Regions from separate parts of the Mus musculus genome. Here all the other regions are linked to region 1. The links are chromatin contacts, called in public Micro-C and promoter capture Hi-C maps. All regions are on one chromosome and are shown on one strand. The core of a region is the stretch at or near the end of the contact, and the rest is flanking DNA. Distances in the headings are between cores, read along the strand shown. Region 1 holds the start of Msx1 (msh homeobox 1). Region 2 holds the start of Lrpap1 (low density lipoprotein receptor-related protein associated protein 1). Region 3 holds the start of Adra2c (adrenergic receptor, alpha 2c).

Evidence for each region. Promoter capture Hi-C pulls out the DNA fragments that hold promoters and counts their contacts. A called contact is a pair of places that touch in the nucleus more often than the background predicts.
Region 2: a contact with region 1 is called in a promoter capture Hi-C map of embryonic stem cells, with 2.9 times the contacts expected there. The contact joins the promoter of Lrpap1 here to the promoter of Msx1 in region 1.
Region 3: a contact with region 1 is called in a Micro-C map of embryonic stem cells, with 6 times the contacts expected there. The contact joins the promoter of Adra2c here to the promoter of Msx1 in region 1. A contact is called at or near these places in 2 of 39 promoter capture datasets (both in embryonic stem cells), 3 of 484 Hi-C or Micro-C datasets (all in embryonic stem cells) and 1 of 115 datasets of contacts at active chromatin or transcription factors (embryonic stem cells).

The regions. Positions count from the first base shown.
Region 1 is chr5:37,822,802-37,826,958 of GRCm38.p6, reverse strand. It overlaps Msx1 (msh homeobox 1), which reads left to right and starts at 2,374. Exons shown (of 2, transcript NM_010835.2): 1 at 2,374-3,094. The coding sequence starts at 2,626. It overlaps Gm33993 (a long non-coding RNA gene), which reads right to left and starts at 1,204. Exons shown (of 6, transcript XR_868362.1): 1 at 1,073-1,204. RefSeq lists an enhancer at 1-1,290.
Region 2 is chr5:35,103,716-35,107,872 of GRCm38.p6, reverse strand. It overlaps Lrpap1 (low density lipoprotein receptor-related protein associated protein 1), which reads left to right and starts at 2,174. Exons shown (of 8, transcript NM_013587.3): 1 at 2,174-2,394. The coding sequence starts at 2,182.
Region 3 is chr5:35,276,726-35,280,882 of GRCm38.p6, reverse strand. It overlaps Adra2c (adrenergic receptor, alpha 2c), which reads right to left and starts at 2,317. Exons shown (of 1, transcript NM_007418.3): 1 at 1-2,317. The coding sequence starts at 997.

The sequences.
Region 1 (4,157 bases), core at 1,125-3,624:
CGGCTGCAGCCTTTGATCCGGCCGCCGCTGGCGCCTAAAAACAACATCCTCGTCTGCCTATTAGGCGCGCTGAGGGATCGTGACAGATTGTTTATCCCCGCAATTAGCGATGCAGCCCTTCTCAGGCCGCCCCCTCCCCGGCCTGAGGCTAGGCCTCTTTGCTCCGACTGCTGCACACTCCGTGAGTTCCGCTGGAGACCCCGGTGCGCCCTGGGGCCCCATTCTTGGGGTTCGAGGCCCCCTCGGTCCTAAAGCAGGAATTAAGACTCTGGGCCAGTACACGAGTCCCTGAAGTTGTCTACACAGTTGCGTGTCACGTATTTTAGCCGTTATGCACTTTTTTTCCCGGGAAAAAGATCGTAGCTACTTGGATTCTCCGATCGCTCCCAAAAGGAAATTATTTTAAGTTGGGGATCGAGGTGGAATAACTGAAAACCCTCACTTTTTGAAAAACACTCCTCGTACTAAAAACACTAGACTAAAGCAAGCCATTTGGGAGATTTATTTCCATTTCTGTTTTAATCCGAGCGCAGAGTGTAAATCGGCTGACGCTATAGAACGAGATGATCTAGCAACTGCCTAATTAGTTCTTAAACTACAGTTCTCCGTACCTTCTAGGCTTCGAGCTAAGGATTTGGCCTACACTGTCGCTTAACTTTCGTTTGCAGGGCTTTAAAACGGGACGGTATGGCTTCTACTTCCCATACACATGGAACAAACCTCAGGGGACCCAGTACAGCGGGCGTCCAGCTGGGCCTAAATGAGCTTGAGTCCCAAGCCCTACGCAGTGCCTCCTCACAGCCTCAGAAACGTAAGAAATCCAGACATTTCACAGAAGCGAGTATTCCCGAACCCGCCCCAGGCCTTCCTATTTCTCCAGGCCCTGTGGGCAGATGTGAGGCTCCGATCTCTCTGGCGTCCGCAGCCCAACCCCTCCCTCCAGACCCCGGACGCCGTCTGGGTAATAAAGTAATTCATTTTCCTTAATCTGGTCGCCCCTAATCTACAGCTTTTTATTGCGCCCAGTTAAAAGGCCAGGGAATTCGCTATCCCTCCGTGCTCGGATAATTACCCCTAAATGGCCACGGCAGCCCCTTGTGTTTCCTGGAGATTAGAGCCCGGCAGTCATCAATGCACAGTCCCGGTGAGCCGCCAATCACCTCCTCCACCTCCCCCGGAGCCGCGAGCCTGGGCCCTGGGATAAGAGGCCATATAAAGAAAAGCCCCCCCCCCCCCAACTCCCCAACAGCCTGTTCGAACCCAGTTTACAAGGTCTTCTGTGGTCCCCACTCCAACTTTCCTTCTTTTTGTATCAGTCAAACAAAACAAAACAAAACAAAACAAAACACGTTTCCTTCGAAATCGGGCAAACAAAACTTCTTAAGCCTTGCACCAAAGATATACCTCCAGGAACTGCTTATTTTTCCTACTGGCCCATCAAATGGGCCTCCACTCTGCACCAGCAGACAGACCCACAGTTAGTGAAGTGTGATTGTTTTTGAGGATTCATTGTCTGAGGTCATGTTGAGGCCAGATTGTTGGTGGGTTCTGTTGGTCTTATTTCGGTCTTCACCCAAGGCATCCAGTGGCTTCTTTGGCTAGTAGCAGTTCTCTGGTAGAGGTGTAACTTTCTGGAGAAAAAGTACGTATAGGGAGGGGGTACGTGTTTGCATGAGAACCAAACTCATTTCCCAGATCATGTTACTTGTTCCCGTACCCACAGAACCAACAGGACCTGTACTTTCTTTGATTAACTTTGTCCAGCCCTGGAGACAAAGGCCCATTTTTACTCCGAGGTAAATTTTTGAAGATTGGAAGACATAAGACACTTAGGGCGGCTTTTTTAAAAAAAGAAATTAGTATTATCCCTTGCTACTCTGACAAATAACTATGAACATTCAAAGCAAACACCAAAAGAAAAAAAAAATTGTAAGTGAATTGTGGTCGAGAAAGGGGGCCAGAAGAGGGAAAGGGGACAGAAAGAAATAGCACAGACCATAAGAGAAACTGTGGAAAGAAAGTAGTCTATGGAGAGGAACAGAAGAAGTGGGTAAAGGATGGTGGAGGACGACTGGCAGAAGAGAAGGACTAGTAAAGAAAAGTCCCTCTGGAACTTGGTAGAATCCACATCCAGGAGTGTGGGGGTCCAGCCGGACCGATGCCCACCTGACTTAGCTAGGCGGAAAAGCTCCCCAGGTACCTCCGGCTCTGTCCCGCCTGTGCGGGTCAGGCCCTTCCCCGAGCGCCCCCAGGCCGAGCGCGCCTCGGGGCACGAGCACAGCCCAATGGTTCTCTCCGGACCCGCCCCCTCGCGCTCTGATTGGCCGCTGCCACGCTGGCCTTGCCTTATTAACAAGTTCTCAGGGGAGCGGCGGCGGACCCGGAGCCGGCGAGTGCGCCTGGGAACTCGGCCTGAGCGGCGCAGGGATCCAGGCCCCGCTCGCTCGAGTTGGCCTTCTGGGGAAGCCGCAGGAGGCTCGCGCGCGAGAGCCGGCCGGGCCAGGAACCCAGGAGCTCGCAGAAGCCGGTCAGGAGCTCGCAGAAGCCGGTCGCGCTCCCAGCCTGCCCGAAACCCATGATCCAGGGCTGTCTCGAGCTGCGGCTGGAGGGGGGGTCCGGCTCTGCATGGCCCCGGCTGCTGCTATGACTTCTTTGCCACTCGGTGTCAAAGTGGAGGACTCCGCCTTCGCCAAGCCTGCTGGGGGAGGCGTTGGCCAAGCCCCCGGGGCTGCTGCGGCCACCGCAACCGCCATGGGCACAGATGAGGAGGGGGCCAAGCCCAAAGTGCCCGCTTCACTCCTGCCCTTCAGCGTGGAGGCCCTCATGGCCGATCACAGGAAGCCCGGGGCCAAGGAGAGCGTCCTGGTGGCCTCCGAAGGGGCTCAGGCAGCGGGTGGCTCGGTGCAGCACTTGGGCACCCGGCCCGGGTCTCTGGGCGCCCCGGATGCGCCCTCCTCGCCGCGGCCTCTCGGCCATTTCTCAGTCGGAGGACTCCTCAAGCTGCCAGAAGATGCTCTGGTGAAGGCCGAAAGCCCCGAGAAACTAGATCGGACCCCGTGGATGCAGAGTCCCCGCTTCTCCCCGCCCCCAGCCAGTAAGTAGCCAGCCCTGGATGGAGAGCGAAGGGGCCAAGAGGGGGTGTGGGGCCCGAGGGCGCCAGGCCGCGCGCCGGCGCCGGCTTGTCTCGGGCGTCGGCGTACCTGCAACTGGGTACCTGGAGGCCGTGCAGAGGTTGCGTTGGCGGGAAGACCGCCTTTGAGCCTCTTCCCACTCCCACCCAGGAAGAGAGTTAGAGGCCTAAAGCAGGCAAAGCTTAGTCCGCGCTCCTTGCCTTGGCTCAGTGCCTCCGAGCCTGTCACTTCACTTGTAGCGCGCGGGTGTCTGTGGACCTTCTTATTCTTCCGGTAGTCAGGACACCAGGGGTGCCCTGCTTCTCCACCTGACCCTAAACTCAGTTATTTTGCACCTCAACTTGGATGGGCGCAGCGGCCAGTACATCCTAGCTCTGCGGAGTTTCACTTTCTACTGGTAGACAGCCGTAACCTCGCGCTCCCCATTTAAAGAACCTCTCAAAGGGTTCCGGAGTTCTGCAAAACTCCTGCCCCACCGCGCATCTAATTTTAAGCAGAAACTTGGTGTTTTGGGCGGGTGGATGATTTAGCAAGAGGGGACGATCGCGGACTAGGGGGGATGGTGGTGGTGGTGGAGACAACAAGACAACCAAAAGAGCTCCCTATTAACCACTTTGCTATAGTGTCCGAATGTGTTGGACCAGGCTTTTGAAGCGGACCCAGCAGCCAGCGACGTGTTCCAGGATAGTCCTAGGTCCTTGCGGCCCTTAGGCTTCCTTTCCCCAGCGAACCCGCTCGAAGATATTTCAGGAGCACGGGAAATTCCCAAGTTTTCCTCGTTTCCTCCGATTATTTCGCCCTACATAATAGCGTTGCAAATTCAATGGCGTGATGCTGAGGAACGATTTTTATCTGGGGATTAAACGTCTTTGAAAAGACAGCCCCTCCCTGGGCCTAAAGCTTGAGGAAGGTGGCCCAGAGCCGGGCTGTTGCTGCTGACCAAAGTGACATTTCCCTATGAACCCACCCTTCTTTAGGGCGGCCTGGTGGAAAACGACTCTGGGGCCAACTTCCCGGACTTGCTAT
Region 2 (4,157 bases), core at 925-3,424, 2.7 Mb after region 1:
ACCCATTTCACTGTGGATTCTCTTCAGACTAAGCAAAGGGCTGGCAGCTCTCCATCCTCTCATCCTCTCTCCCTTCAGAACTGCTACAGCATTCCCAGCCTACAGCATTCCTGGGAAGGATGCAGGTAGTGAACCCTGAGCAGAGGCAACAGGGCTCCAACCACCTCTGCCTGTGGGAGGCAGTCTTGGAACCTGTAGTGAAGGGGAGGAAGCCTGGCTCCAACTCACACCTGGAGTGCATCCACCAGAAGACTGGAGAAGGGTCAAAACGTCCGGTCTGTCCGGGGCCTTCATGAATTGCTAGGCTTGTTACAGTGAGACTGATCTGAGCACATAAACAAGGCTAGTGCATTAAACACTGACTGCCATGCAGCTGGGAGACTGTGCTCCTGGAGAAGATAGGTGACTAGGGACCAGCTTCACATTGTTATCTGAAACCGGAGAAAATAAATGAAGCAACTGCCCTTAAGATCTCAGACAAGCCGGGCGGTGGTGGCACAGGCCTTTAATGCCAGCACTTGGGAGGCAGAGGCAGGCGGATTTCTGAGTTCAAGACCAGCCTGGTCTATAGAGTGAGTTCCAGGACAGCCAGGGCTACACAGAGAAACACTGTCTCAAAACAACAACAACAAAAACAAACAACAACAACAAAAAAGATCTCAGACAATTGGAAGATAGCATCAGGTAGATAGATCTCTTTGAGAGTTCAAGGTGAGCCTGATCTACATAGTTGAGTTCCAGAGCTACTGAGTAAGATCCTGTTTGATCTAAACAACCAGACAAAGCCAAAATAACAACAAAAACCCCCAAACAAAAACAAAACCCTCTCTCCTATCTGAAAAGGAGACATTTTAGGCCGGGCAAAGTGGTGCACACCTTTAATCCCAGTATCTGGGAGGCAGAGGCATACAAATCTCTGAGTTTGAGGCTAGTTTGGTCTATATAGTGAATGCCAGGATAACCAGAGCTAACCAAACCAAACCAAAAATAGATCTCAGAAAACAGGTGCTAACGTCTGCAAACCACCAGGGTTCCAGATATACTGAACCCTTTTTGTGGAAACACAAAATACAGCTTAAAACTATTAAAAAAAGAAAAAAGCACCACTCCCCCCAAATATCCCCTACCCTTGTCCTCCATGTATCTCCCTATTGGAGACCCTTTCTGGTTGTACTGGTTAGTTTTGTGTCAACTTGACACAGCTGGAGTTATCACAGAGAAAGGAGCTTCAGTTGGGGAAATGCCTCCACAAGATCCAACTGTAAGGCATTTTCTCAATTAGTGATCAAGTGGGGAGGTCCCCTTGTGATTGGTACCATCTCTGGGCTGGCAGTCTTGGTTCTATAAGAGAGCAGGCTGAGCAAGCCAGGGGAAGCAAGCCAGTAAGGAACATCCCTCCATGGCCTCTGCTCGGCTCCTGCTTCCTGACCTGCTTGAGTTCCAGTCCTGACTTCCTTGGTGATGAACAGCAGCATGGAAGTGTAAGCCGAATAAACCCTTTCCTCCCTAACTTGCTTCTTGATCATGATGTTTGTGCAGGAATAGAAACCCTGACTAAGACACTGGTCATCCTTACCAGACGACTCTTCTGCCTGTCCCTCCTGGGCCCAAACTGCTGGTGCCTGTACCAGACTCCTGGGTTCCTCGAGCACCAGGTTGTCACCAGGCCAGGCCATGTCCCCAACAGGCTTGCTGGGCCTCACTATGTCCATTGGATTTTCTCCAGGGCTGCAGGTGCAGAGACTAGGCAAGTGCACAAAGCCTTCCAAACAGAAACCCCGGAGGGGAAGTGTCTGGGATGTGTCCCAAAGACGGAGCTGAGATAGCTGCTCCCGGGTTTAATGGCAAAATCATCTTCCGCCGCACTTCTTGTGTGATTACGAGGAGTGGGGCGGTGCATAAGTGCGCTTTCCCAGCTGCTTCTCCTTACAGCCCCGCTAGTGAGCTCTGAATTTTGCAGCCCCAGCGTGAAAATACCTTGGGATAATTGCTCTTTGCTGGTGTTGGGCAGGGCGGAGCCAGAGACCGAAAAGTGGGCAGTCATATGGGCGGGGCCTGGGGTGGGCGGGATCGGATTGAGAAGGGAGGCGGGGCCTCGCGGAGACCGGTTGATGGGCGGGGCTACAGATGGGCGGTCCTACAAGACCCAGTCCTGTCAGTCTGCTAGCGCTTCAGAGGAAGATGGCGCCTCGAAGAGAGAGGGTCTCTACGCTGCCCCGGCTCCAACTGCTAGTGCTGTTGTTGCTGCCGCTGATGCTTGTGCCCCAGCCCATAGCAGGCCATGGCGGCAAGTACTCGCGAGAGAAGAACGAGCCGGAGATGGCCGCCAAGCGCGAGTCCGGGGAGGAGTTCCGCATGGAGAAGCTGAACCAGCTATGGGAGAAGGCCAAGCGGGTGAGCGGGGCCAGGGAGACGCGCGGGGATGGGGGCGAGGTGCTGCGTGTGAGCGAAGGAGAGCAGGGCCCTGATTGAGAGGCCAACATAACCTCTGGGACGGGGAACGGCCTACCCTTTGTACAGCCCCCCTTTAAATGTCAGGTGGGCCATCTTGACCTCACTTGTAATAAGAGACCCATAGGCCCTAAAGGAACTTGGTGCTGGTGTCAAGGGCCTGTGGTTGCCTTTAGTGCAATTAGGGACCCTAAAGAATGAGTGACACCCACCCTTCCTAGCTGTGGACACCTCTGCCCAAAAAGCTAATTTTCCAAAGAGCCAATTCAGATGGAGGTAGAGGGGAGGGGGGGCACTTTCTACATGGGGCCAGACTTGGAAGTCTTTTCTTTATCTGTATTTACTCCAATGAAAGAAAAAAAAAAACGGTGCCCTGAGATAAGACTGTATGGAGATTGCAGAAGCCCCAGTTGCTAATGGAGCTGGTTAATTTGGGTAAAGCAGTTCCTTAGGGGATTGGAATTCCTTAGTATAGGTAAACACTACACCCTGTCTGGGGAATGCTGAAGTTAGATTTAGTAGCTATGCTAATCTCTCTTCCTTTTGAAATGGAGATATCCAGAGCCTGAGGGCTGGCCTGGAACTTGGGTCCCCTCCCAGATTACAGTCCTAGGCTAGGACTTGGGCTTTTGTTTAAGTATTCTTTCAGAGCCACACTATCTTCCTCTAGAGCTTGCAGAGGGTTGCCCTTTAGCCCTCCAGCTTAAACATTCCTGAGTTTGAGGGGAGAGTAAATAATTTGCAAACTAAGTGATTTTTTAAAATAAAACCGTGTAGAACTTTGGCCCTGGAGACTTTGGATGGAGAGGTAGTTGGGAGGTTGGCTTCTGGGGAAGGGGAGTGGTGCCTCACAGACAGCTTAGTGGCCAGCCAGTGTCTTTGAGAGACTGCTGCAAGAGGGGGACAAGTGTCCAGCCTGCAAAGGTTTAGGACAGCCCTGTGGCCTGGAAAAGCAGTTCAGCTTTCTGGGGGAAGGGTCCGGGAGCAGAGCTGGGAGTGGCTGTGTGAAGAGCATGGGAGCAGTGGGAACCATCTAGGGTAAAAGGCTGGCTGTCCCTGACCGCCATCTCCAGGGGTGTGCCCACGGGATGAGTGTGCTTCACCTGGGATTACCCAGTAAGATGAGGATGGGGCCACGAAGACATTAGCAGGTACCGTCGAAGACTGTTGGGGAAATGTGGTCTGCTGTCCGTAGATCCTGGGGTCTCTTTCACTCAGAAGGTGGCCCCCAGTCCTCCACATGCACATCCAGGTGACTTTCATCCTCACTCTGTGCCTTGGTGGTCTCCTGGACCTCCACCATGGCCACTGATCAGTGGCAGCATCAGATTATATTTCTGCTGGTTGTCCACAGTCTGATGTCACTGTGCGGACGGCTGCTCTCGTCATCCTGTCTAAGCCTTGGGCTGCACGTCATTCCAGCCCTCCAGCCCTAAAGTTCTGCAGGGGATTTGCGTTCACTTTTTCTGTTGAACGGAGGGGGACATTCGTTCTTCCAGTGGCTTCCCTTACAGGATGTCCTGTGTCTACTCCCTCTACTTCCAAGGAGCCTAGGCCTTGAGGACATAGGTTGAGTTTTGCTGCTTTTCTTTCTAGACAGGGAGGCTTCCAGCTGGGTCCTACCTGCTAGGTCACCTGAGCTCAGGGGGAGAGCACCAGGTTCTTATCTTTCATGTAAACATTTGGGTTGGGCCTTCTGCCCTTCG
Region 3 (4,157 bases), core at 1,068-3,567, 2.5 Mb after region 1:
GAGACGCCGTCCGAGCACCCTGCTCGGCTGCCAGTCCCGGTCCCGGTCCGTCCGCACTGCCCGTGTCCCCCTCAGCACCCTCTCGCCGCCGTCCTCCTCTGCGCAGCGCGCCCCGGCGCCTCCGCCTCTCGGCCGCACTGCTCTCATCCGGCTCCACTTCAGTGCGCGGGGGCGCGCAATGCCCGTTCTCCCCCGCTGCCTTGCCCAGCCCATTCTCTGTGGTCGGGGACGCGCCGTCGGGGCCGGCGGGGCCGCGTTTCTCGCTGAGCGTACGCGTGCGCAGCTTGGCCACGCGGTAGATGCGCGCATAGACCAGGCCCATGATGAGGCAGGGCGCGAAGAAGGAGCCTATGCAGGAGGACAAGATGTACCAGGTCTCATCGTTGAGGCCGCACTGCGGATAGGCGGCGCCGTCGGGCCGGCGGTAGAACGAGACGAGAGGCGGGAAGGAGATGACAGCGGAGATGAGCCACACGGCCACGATGGTGGCCTTGACACGGCGCGGCGTGCGCTTCAGGTTGTACTCTACCGCTTGCGTCACCGACCAGTAGCGGTCCAGACTAATGGCACACAGGTGCACGATGGACGAGGTGCAGAAGAGCACGTCCAGTGCCAGGTATACACCACACCACACTTGCCCGAAGTACCAGTAGGCCATGAGCTCATTGGCCAGAGAAAAGGGCATGACCAGTGTGGCCACCAGGATGTCAGCTGAGGCCAGAGACACCAGGAAGAGGTTCTGCGGGGCGCGCAGTGCTCGGCTGGTCAACACAGCGATCACCACGAGCACATTGCCTACCACGGTGAAAACGATGAGGAAACCCACCACAGCTGCCAACCCCGCCACAGCACCTGCGGAGTACTGGCCCGGCGGTGGCACCCAGTCGGTCCCCGAGGCGTTGGCACCCCCGCCGCTACCCCATTCGCCCGCGTCGCTCCCGTTGGGGCCCTCAGCCGCCGCCGCCGCCAGCGCCGCGGCCAGCGCTGGGGACGCCATGGTCCTCCCGAGAGCTACGCGGTCCTGCCAGGAGCCCGGGCGCAGCCTCGGCAGCTCGGGCGCCCCACAGCCAGGGTCGGCGTCCGCATCGCCGCCTGCTCCTCCGGCGCGCCGGCTGGGGGCCACGAAGCCCCGCAGCCGGCTCTCGGCCGTGGTGGCCCGGCGGGCGGGCGGCGCGCCGGAGAGCGTGGCTGCCGGGCTCCCCGCAGCTGCCGCGCGCGTAAGTGCAGAGCTGGAGGTGCCCAGAGAGCGCGGCGACGCGGCGGTGGGGGGGAATGGGGGTAGGTCCCGGGTCCTCGAGCGGCCCCGCCCTCGGCCTGGGTTCAGTGGGAGCGTCCCGGCCGCCAGCCCACGGAGATGCGGTGTCCAAGCTGGTGCACGCAAGCGGCTCCACGGTCCGGGTGCCCGACTGGGCTGCAGGCTGCAGGCGGCGGCCCGGACACTCTGCTTCCCAACGGGCTGGCTGGGGCTAAGCGAGCCGGGGCGCAGGTTGCCGTTCTTCCGGGTCCCTGCAACTTTACTTTGCGGGGCTGGGCGCCGACACCCGCGGTCCTCCTGCTGCTCCCGAGTGCGGGCGCCCCCCAAGGTCCGCGTTCGGCCGTGCGGGCGCCGCCTCGCCCTCCCCGCTCGCCGGTGCAGCGTCTCCGCCGCCGCGGAGCGCTTGGCGCAAGTGCTGTCGCCCGGGCTCGGCTTCCAACTTGAGTCCAGTAGCGCAGCGGGGAGGGCGCAGCGGGGCGGGGCGGGGCGCCCCGCAGGCCCGAGCCGCGGGCCCGGGGGGAGCGGGCCGGGAGCCGGAGCCCGCGGCCGCCTGGGCGAACCTGCCGGCGGCGCCGGGGAGGAGCCCTAGGCGGCGGCGCAGGGCGCGCACTCGGCGAGGGCGCCCCCTCCAGGGCCAACTGCAGCCTGCGGGGCCCGGCTGAGCGCGGGCTGGCCTGAGCGGTGAGTTCTAGAAGCCTGCTCTTTCTAAGATCGTAGTCTCCACCTCACTCGGTTACAGGCGACGGAGCGCGCGCGGGCGCGCACACCGGCTCGTAAGGGGCTGGCTCGGGGTCCGCGGCCTGATTGGAGAGTGCGCTTGTAGCAGCATGGCAGAGACACTGCTGGTGCGCATCATTCCTTTGGAGCTTAGGGTCCCTGCTCCCCTGCAGAGCCACCTCCTCAGTCAGCCTCAGTTCCCTCCTCTGAGTACCTCTCAGCGCTGCGGGATCGTGAATCATAACCACGGTGTCAGTCGAGGCCCAGATCAAGCTCCCAAGCTCTATACCCATGTTGGCAATTGTTGAAGTTGAATCTTAATGCTGTGTGATCCCGCTTTTCACAGCTGGAGGGGACGCTCCAGACCTGCGCTTTTGACAAACTCAAAACTGACCTGCCCCATGCAGCGTGATTTTGTGGGAGTAGGTTTAAGAGAGGGCGAGCAAATCAAATGTTGGGGAGATCTCGTGTCAGTTTCACAGAGGTTCTGTCACGTGTGGCCTGAGTTGAGTTGAGGCACTGGTCTCTGCCTCCAGGCAGCCCCAGGTCTGCAGGGAGGATGTGGCCAAGAGAATAAATTGGACTTTCCAGACCTAGCGTTTCCCTGCTAGAACTAAAGGAGTACCATTCTCTCCACCAAGGCTGGCCAGGACCTCATTACACAGGTCAGATAGACCGGAAAGGGAGGGGAGTTGGCAATCCACTGGCAGAAGGCCTCATCAGAAAGTCATTCTGAGGACCTTGGAGCCATGACCTGTGGCATCTGGACTTGTCCCTGCTCTGGTGGCTGCTTCTCCCTGCAGTCCTTGAGGATAGTGCAACCTCCTTGTGGGCACTGCAGCCCTAGAGGACCCACAGGACCTACCCTCAGGGCAGGGGTGTCCAACTAGGATTAGGCAGACGACAAACATTTCAGACCATGGGCCTGTCTTGAGTACTGTGCCCGTGCAGGACACACTTCTTGATGCCTGTCCTGGGCACTTTCTAACTCAGGGCTTGCAAAGTGCCATGTGCTGTCACCTGAGAATGTGAACTATGAGGAAGAACCGCCAAGGTTTTTTAACAAGTCCTTCTTACCCAGAGGCCCCAACAAGGGCCACTGATCAAAACAACTTCAGTTGGTTTGTATAGAAGCCCCCAGATGACTCCAACATCAGTATATTGGAGGAAGAGGAGGTCTGGCCTTATGGTGTTTGTGTCTGGATATTCACCCCCACACTGAGTGCCATCAAAGCCCTGGAACTTCCCCACCCCCCATCCCTACCCCCAACCCAGCCTAGAAGCAAAGGAGGAGGTGACAGCATGTATCACCTTTGGATATGGAGGAGTTATTAGGAAAAAGCTTTGTGGACCATGCTCCCTAGGGACTGAGGTAGTCCCCAGTGTGTGGATGGTCCCTAAGACAGAGTGCTCTTTAGGAATGTGGGTACTCCTTCAGATGGGATGCTTCTTTGGTGAGAGTGCCCCCCGAAGAGGCTGGTTTAGTTCTGAGGATGTGGGAGCCTGAGGACGATGAGGGGAAGGGCAAGTGGGCACTGGTCGGGTACTGTTGGAGAGATGGCTTCTCCCCTTGCAGGCAGCATTGTGGACCTGCCTGAGTCAGAGATGCTGTCATATGAGAAGCTGAGGGGACAACAGGTAGTCTAGCCCAAGCCCTGACTGCACACAGCCTCACGTTTCCAAGTGATGCCTGCCTAGGCAAAGGGATGCCCTGGGAGCCCTGCAAGGGAAGCCTGCAAGGGCATCTGCAGGGCTCGCTACTGAGTGACCTAGGCTCTTGGGGATGATGGCTACATGCTGTAGGGATGCTGACCATACCTCCCGGCATAACTGAGAGGAAGCCACTCTGGAGTCAGCAGCCAGAAGTGAGAGTTAAAGAGTCTGCTCATTTGAGGGCAGCTGGTGAGACCCCCTGGGGTGGCAGGAACTTACGAAGAGGCTGAACTAGCCTCTTTGCCCAGAGATAGCCAATTAGCCCCAACAGTCTGCTTCTGGTTGTTCTGTGGCAGGAAACAATGTGTGCCCCTACAGACTGTGTGTTCAAGAGTAGTTGGTGGCAGGCCACACTGGGTGTTTGTACCTACTATGTGAGGGCATTCTGGGAAGGTCCTGGTATATTTCAGAAGGAAATCCATGTGAAGTGAAGCAGCCTGGGTATTCAGAGTGGTGGGTATACTGGTGCCTA